Linked DNA regions of Sus scrofa: region 1 is linked to region 2. The links are chromatin contacts, called in public Hi-C maps. All regions are on one chromosome and are shown on one strand. Each heading gives the region's core, a stretch centred on a gene start, on an enhancer-like site or on the middle of the called end of the contact. The rest is flanking DNA. Distances are from core to core; before and after follow the strand shown. Region 1 overlaps TBC1D5 (TBC1 domain family member 5). Region 2 has its middle 60 kb from the start of PLCL2.

The links. A called contact is a pair of places that touch in the nucleus more often than the background predicts.
Region 1: a Hi-C map of liver shows a contact between it and region 2, with 6 times the contacts expected there. The contact joins two enhancer-like sites. A contact is called at or near these places in 1 of 47 Hi-C or Micro-C datasets (liver) and 2 of 2 datasets of contacts at active chromatin or transcription factors (alveolar macrophages and skeletal muscle).

The regions. Positions count from the first base shown.
Region 1 is chr13:4,222,913-4,226,901 of Sscrofa11.1, reverse strand. It overlaps TBC1D5 (TBC1 domain family member 5), which reads left to right. Exons shown (of 24, transcript XM_021069682.1): 21 at 1,312-1,411. Among named protein-coding and RNA genes, the nearest start is that of PLCL2, 230 kb to the right of the region's middle. Within about 2 kb of position 1,806, at least 2 of the 83 cell types and tissues checked have an H3K27ac peak or open chromatin away from gene starts, as enhancers often do. A contact at or near this core is called in liver, where this site is marked.
Region 2 is chr13:3,930,657-3,934,755 of Sscrofa11.1, reverse strand. No RefSeq gene overlaps it. Among named protein-coding and RNA genes, the nearest start is that of PLCL2, 60 kb to the left of the region's middle. Within about 2 kb of position 1,510, at least 13 of the 83 cell types and tissues checked have an H3K27ac peak or open chromatin away from gene starts, as enhancers often do. A contact at or near this core is called in liver, where this site is marked.

The DNA.
Region 1 (3,989 bases), core at 557-3,056, 290 kb before region 2:
GCATCAGGCATTTAAATGCATATTCCTAAGGACTCATACTCCAGGCAGCTGTTAAAAACAATACTTTTCAGTGCCAAGTATGTGTATTGCTAAAATGTGGTACACCTACAGGTAACCTTTTCAACTCTTAATTTCCATCTTTGTGTCAAATTGTACTCAGTCTCCAAGAAAAAGCACATCTTGGAAGGTTTTCTTCCCTTCTTTTTAACGACAAATGATTCTTATGTGAAAGGACGAGTGTCTAAGACTGAAAAATCAATTTTCTAGCCTTGCCCAGCTCTGGTAACATCCTTTCTTTATATTCCAGCTAACTTGGTTTAAAATATCCTACATTCTGAAGGTTATTCTCTTTCTCTGAGAAATTAACTCCCTAAATTTCCTAAGATTCCTTGGGAAATTTTTTGTATGGATTATTTTTTTTCTTTAAAAAACCAAAAAACCCAGACTTTATCCTTTTGTTACAGTCTGATTGTCTTTGACCATTTAATTAATTATCCCACCCAAAGTATATTTTTTTCCCTAGAAATAGTCAAATAAATAAAAAGCTCTCTAGTACCCTTTCAAGAGAGGAAATGTAAGAGCAGTGAATTATGGGCTGTGGGGGCAAAACTTTTTCAAGTGCTTTGGGAAATCTCATATGGTAAGAAATTATCATGGTCTAGAGAATGATGAGATTCGTCTTATACAAATGGAAACCTTTGGTTTCTCATGTGTGTGTGAAAATGTAATAGTTTTGTACCAGCTGCCAAGGGAGTAAGGTCCACTGAAATCCCATTTACTCTCCCAGTTTATGTGACTAGGTAGTTATTGAAGATATTTTATGTACTTTGTTAAAATACAAGGTTGTATGGGTAAACATTTACAGATGGCACAAAACTGGCGTTCAATTAGGAAAAGTCTAGATTTAAAAAAAAAAAAAACAAAAACCTCCATTTTACCTGTACTCTGGTGGTGGCAATAGTTGCTCTTGTTTGTTTGTTGCTTCTTTTTTGTCTAGGACTAAAAAGACATTGTGGCTCTTTAAAATAGTCCAGTTCGGAGTTCCTGCTGTGGCGTAGAGGGTTAAGGATCCAGTGTTGTCTCTGTGGCAGCACAGGTTCAATCCCCAGTGCCGTGGAGTAAGGCTCTGGTGTTGCCACAGCTGCAGCATGGGTCGCAACTGGACTCGCATTCAGTTCCTGACCCAGGAACTTCCATGTGCTGCAGATGGGGCCAAAAAGACAAAAAAGAAATCCAGATCATTTGGAGAACTTTGGGGATTTTTGTTGGTTTCTTTTTTCATTTTCGTTATCTTTGCCCCCTTCATTTTAGGAAGAAGAATTAGAAGCCCAAATTTCCTTCCTTCAAGGACAGTTGAATGACCTAGATGCCATGTGCAAATACTGTGCAAAGGTGATGGACACTCATCTTGGTGAGTGAAGTACTTTGGTCCTGGGAATGTCGACAGTCACGACAACAACGGCCACGGGAGCCTGGGTTGAACTCTTGCCGTGAGCTATCTCATGTAATCCTCATGGCAGTGCTGCAGCAGGGGTACAGTCACTCTCCCCTTTGCACAGATGAGGAAACCGAAGCACAGAGAGATTAATAAAATTTCCCCAAATTGTAGCACTAGTAAGTGGAGTGGAAATTCAAAATCAAGCAATCTGATTGTAGATTTCAGCTCTCAACTGCTGCACTGCCCTTTGTAAATAAAGACAAATATTTGTAAATATCTGAACCCCAAACCAAAATGAAACATTGAGCTTCCAGGATCAAATAGTCAGCTGTACTGTTGTGCCAACCTGCCTGTAATCACTAACGTGATTATTTTGGCAATGCTTTCTTTACTTTTTCAAATACATGCTTTAAACACCTGCCTGAAATGCACGTCAAGGCCATGACCTTTTCTTACTTCTGACTGTGCCTGTAAGAGATGTCCTAGTTTGAAGTGCAGTTTACAGGTGAATTGTCCGTATGTCACATGGTGAGCCCCCAGGCCTTGCTTTCAACACTTGTGAAAGTTCTGTATTTGGTATTAGAAATGGTCTCTGCTGGATCACCAGTGTATTGCTTCAGGAGCTCCTTGATGCTTGCAGAATTTCTGTACTGCGTTCTGTTACAATTTTCAGCCCCCTGATGGACATCCTTTTCCTCTCCATTCTAGTGTCTAGCTGCTGTAGTTTGGAAGTAAGACATGTACTATCATAGAAATGACCAGTATGCTGCTCAGTGCGTGTGGAGAAGGGGTGAATGTGATCATTGAAAGAAATTAGGACGCATGCCACCTATGAGGGAAAACCAAACAGAACCCACCGAGGCCTCTTCCCAGCCAGAGCCCTGAGAATGGCCCATCTTTGGGGCCTTCCTAAAGGTAGACTCTGTACATCAGACCCCACCCACTTCTTGACTTGTTAGGTTATGGGTCCACTGAACGTGGACAAAACAGCTGTCATTTGGATGTAGCCTGAAACTTTGCTAGCCTCGAGCAAGTAGTAAATGTTCTCTTCCAGATTTGGGACAGAGGCTTGATGCAAGTGGCCAGTAGCCGCCCAGTGTCTTACTAGGCAGCTGGCTGGGCCCTGTTCTATCCTCAGCCTTCTTTCTGTTATCTTGACCCCTCCTTCAGAGAAAGGGCTCAAAAGGAAGAGAAGAAGAGAAAATATGATGGATCATCGAAAGGGATAGACTCTCTAATCACAGCAAGAGGCATTCCCCTGTCACATCTGATTCCACCCACTTCAAAACTGTTTATTTATATGCTACTTTGCAATCAATTTCAAAAATTCATATGGAATTAACTACATGAATCTTATGGTATCACACTTCAAAATGCATCAAAGGGGAAGTAATGAAGAAGTAGTTTATATATAGATAACTAATATGTATTACATAACTAGTCTTAGTTAATTTAAATATAATTTTAATTGTAAAGTAGGTGTGAGCATGTGTGTGTGCGCATGTGTGTATTTTTGGCTTCCCCAGCTATATGGGTGACTTTTTCATTACTTGATTTTGTTTCTGACCAAAGTAGAACAAAGAAGTGACTGAGAAGATTTACTGGAACTCTAGAAAAATCCTGTTAGGAACTTTCCAAGATGTTTGGTCCACATAGCAGCTTTTAAAGCAGCTTTACTTAAGCCTCAGAATATTCAAACAGCCTTTGCTCTGATTTTATTCTTTCCATCAGCACTAAAAGCATTTTCTCATTGCTTTTAGGGGGAAACACTTGAATTAAAGAAAAGCCCACACCAGCTGTAAATTTTCAACTAACTGTAAACTAGATTTGTTTTTGTGTGTACATTTCACTTTCAGCCAGAATCCCTTCACAGAACTGTGGACTTCTTTTTGCCATGTAAACAGCATGGCTGCATTTTTATAGTGGAGTTGAGGGTTGCTACAAAGAATTCCTGGCCCCAGGGCCTGCAGATGCATTTTATTTTATTTATTTTATTTTACACTGACTTATTAAAGGGTTTTCCTGGGTTATAGGCAGTTTTGATTCCAAGCGAAAATTTGAGGGAAACACAAAGATGAAGTGAAGCTCTTAATTTACTTTTTCACTTTCTATACTTCCTTTAAAAATGACTTCAATACCCTAGCATTTTTCCATATGAACGTTTCTATTTTTCATGATTATTAAAGTGGTACAAAATTGGAACAACTGCAAAATCCATTGGTAAGTGATTGATTGTGATATAGTAATGCAATCTTTATGAAGATTAAAATGCTTTATTACCATAAGGAGATGTTCATAATCTATTTTGAAGTGAAAAAAGCAGGTGGCACAATAGAATATATTTGATGTGAAAATAACCATTAACAGTGGTGGCATGAGTGAAAGGAAGGTTGTAGAGGGACTTTCCAAGGGACCTAATCTTCTATGCTTGGAAAATCTGTAGACACCTTAAGTGCACGTAACTAACACCTGGAGGTTGATCTTTACACTGCAGGCAAGAGTCAGCTATAAGAGCTGCTGCAGTCATACCTGAGAAGGAGAGACAGTCTCA
Region 2 (4,099 bases), core at 261-2,760:
ATCAAGTGGTTAGGGTTCAGTGTTCTCACCCCATAGCCACTTGAGAACACTTCCAGCCACCAAATCACAGTTTCTCTTAAAACAGGTCTCTAGACATGAGAATGTCCAAAGTTTATATTTTGCCTCAAGCAAAACTTTTATGAGCAACAATAAAATGTAAAATGACCTAAAAGTAAAATGACCATCTCCAGGCAGGGAGCCTCATTTCCCTGCGAACTTCCCAAGGGAAGGATGGATGGATTCCTGGCACATCACCTGCTGGGGTCCTCCACTTTCAAGAGGGAAACTGAGGTCAAGGGTCATCCTGGCTCTCAGAGAGGCACTTATTCTGACCGGGACTCAGTTTTCCCTCCTGAAAAAGGGGAACTGACACCAACCTCCCAGAGAAAGATGGTGAAGATGTCAGCCTTTGTTAGTCCTTGGATGAGGAAGATGATTATGGAATGCCAGATCCTAGAACCATGTTTCCTACTTACTGTGTAACATCTGCCATTCACAATGCCTTTGATTAATGATTGAAATGATTGTGAAAGTCATTTGCAAATATAAAGCAGACTCTGCATAAGTCTTGCCAAGAATTCTGCATATCAATCCCAGCAGAATTTTAACCACCAGAGTAGGCATCCCCCTCCCCCGCCCCACCCCACCTGCCCTTCAGTCTCTAAAGTGCTGGAACACGCAATAGAGTTACCTATAATCCACCATTTAAAAACAATGACTTGAGGAGTTTCCCCTGTGGCTCAGCAGTTCAATCCCTGGCCCCATTCAGTGGGTTAAGGATCCAATGTTGCCGTGAGCTGCGGTGTAGGTCAAAGACCCAGTTCTTCGGATCTGGCGTTGCTGTAGCTGTGGTATAGACCAGTAGCTGCAGCTCTGATTTGACACCTGGCCTAGGAACTCCCATGTGCTACAGGTGGGACCCTAAAAAGGAAAAACAAAACAAAATAAACAAAAAAAAATGACTTGAGCTTTAGCATTTATTTATAAAACATATGTGTAACTTATCCATAGCTTGATTTCTTATAGAGCTGACCTAATTTCTGAGAAGTACTAATCCATTATGCCATGTTAATTCCATGATTGATGTAATGCAGCTCTCTCTTCCAGGACTTGGGGAGCTATGAAAATAGTCATCCCTCTGAGCTACAGAAGCCAGTTTTCTTGTTATGTTCTGTTAAAAGTACACAATGCTATTTGTTGGAAAAGAATTGAAATATGCACACCCTTTGGTCTCTGAATCCTAAACAGCAGAGAAAGGCAAAATGTATCATGTAGACCCCATGACTTCAGACAGAGCTATTTTTAATTTTCAACTTGTGTCTAAACTTGGGAACCAATTTTACTACCTGGAGCGTTCAAAAAAAGTTAACTAGGTTTGCTTCCGCACATAAGCTGAAGTTAACTGCTTTTGCTTCAATTAAATAAATGCTGGCAGTGCTATCAGGTCCTGGCATGACCAGATGGCTGTCGCCACACCTTGCCAGTTGCCAATCAGCATTCAACAGCTGGGCTTGGCCACACAACAGCTGCCCTTGACCCTGGTTTCTGATCATCTGTTGGCTATAAATAGAAGCAGGGTGTCAGGAAAAGGGAGCAAAGTACTTGATACCAGCAATTCAGGAAATTCATCTGACAGTGACATAACCAGCTTAATGTACTGAGCTAGTTTCAAGAATATTTGAGAATCGAGAAACACAAGGTCCAGTATATGGTCATTCCAATGTCGACAGCATGAAACCATGAGTGCCTTTATGAAATAAAGGCTAGAACATTTCCAGATATATATGTTATCATTTTGAGAGCATCATGTATCAGTGTTTGAAGTGCCCTTGGTTTGACAGGTACCACCTGTTAGAATTTGTTTAAGAAATAGAAGAGCATAGCCAAAATTCAGTGTCATGCTTTTCTCATACCAAAAAAAAAATTTTTACAGGCAAAAAACTTGGCAGAGGCTCATCATTCTTCTTCACATTAATGTACCTTCACTCATTTATCAAATTTCATAGTAGAGCTAAAGACTGAGAGATGAGGATTTTTTTGACTCTGATCTGGACCAGGTGATTCCAAAAGAGAGCATTAGGAAGAGATTCTAGGTGTGTTATGTGGCTAAATGTCCTTATTTTCCAAAGAGAAAAGATGGGGGTGTGGGGGAACAGAAAATGACATTTTTAGAAACAAAACTGATGTTTCTGCTGGGCAAGATGCAAGCCACACACTCTGAAGAAATGCAAACACAGCCCAGCAAGAAAGGAAAGAGCCATAAAGTGGAATAAAGCACGAGAGAAAAGAAAAGAGCTGAATTTAAGCTCCAGAGAGGTTTTCGTTAAACCACCAGGATGTTACAGGGCGAGGCTTTAACGGTGAAGGCCACACTTGGGCAGGCCCAGGCGCCTCTCAGTGGGGACAGCTGGTGATGTCCTTCACTGCTGACAACTGGGGTGGGGGAGTGTGTGGACAGAACCAGCAACTGCGCACTTGGCAACTCTCCATGAAGCTGAGGACCGGCCAATGGGACAGAGCCTGACATCACAGATCCCAGAGGGACAACCTGAGAGGAGGCCTGTGGAGACCAGAGCATCCAGTCCAATGGCTAGGCACAGAGGACCCTCTTCCAAAGTCAAGGACAGCTGAGGACTCCGCACATGTGAGTACTTATACTCTGAGTAGTTGAAAGACTGAAAGCCACTAGGAATTCATAAGGCTTTAAAAAATTACTTGTATTTTGTTCCTCACCACACCATCTATAGGGTTTTGGGAACAAGTCATATAAGTTCTGGGAACCAAGTTATTTTTTTCAGTCTACAAATGGATTAGAGGTCCCCTGGTCATTCCAAGCACAGACAGAACATTTGATCAGGGATTCTGACTTCCGTGTTGACGGGCTGATTAGAAACTGCATTATTTATGCCCCTGTGGGATTGCTGTGGCTTTTGAGGCTGGAAACCACCTGCTGTGGTATCTCTTGCCCTAATTTTAGGTGCATTGATCTCCATTTTTTGGATATGTGCCTCCATGGCAGATTTTGAAAGAGAATTAATCAGTTGTCTTGATTATTTTTCATTAATTGAACTAATCTCAATCCAAATTTGGAGGATACCTTTTTTAAAAAAATTTTTATTATAGTTGATTTACAGTGTTCTGTCAATTTCTGCTGTATTTATTCCTTTATATGTACATATACAATGAATATATATATATATATATACACCCACGCACACATATATTTGTATAACTGGGTTACTTTGCTGTAGAGCAGAAATTGACAGAACATACACACACACACACACATATATATATATATATCATAAACACACACATTCCTTCTCTCATATGATCTTCCACCATGTTCCATCACAAGTGATTGGATATAGTTCCCTGTGCTATACAGCAGGAACTCATTGCTTATCCACTCCAAATGCAATAGTTTGCATCTATTAACCCTATACTCCCAATATATCCCACTCCCTTCCCCTCAGCAACCACAAGTCTGTTCTTTAGATAGGTTCATTTGCGCCATATTTTAGATTCCACATATAAGTGACATCATACGGTATTTGTCTTTCTCTTTCTGACTACCTTCACTCAGTATGAGAATCTCGAATTCCATGTTGCTGTAAATGGCATTATTTTGTTCGTTTTTATGGCTGAGTAGTATTCCATTGTTTATATGTACCACATCTTCTTGATCCATTCATCTGTCAATGGATATTTAGGTTGTTTCCATGTCTTGGCTATTGTGAATAGTGCTGCAATGAACATAGGGATGCATGTATATTTTTGAATGAAAGTTCTGTCTAGATATATGCCCAGGAGTGGGATTGCTGGATCATATGGTAGTTCTATATTTAGTTTTATGAGGAATCTCCATACTGTTTTCCATAGTGGCTGTGCCAGTTTACATTCCTACCAACAGTGTAGGAGTGTTCCCTTTTCTCCACACCTTTACCAGCATTTGATATCTCTAGATTTATTAATGATAGCCAACTTGACTGATGTGGTACTTCATTGTAGTTTTGATTTGCATTTCTCTAATAATTAGTGATGCTGAGCATTTTTTTTATGTGCCTGTTGGCCATCTGTTATGTCTTCTTTGGAGAAA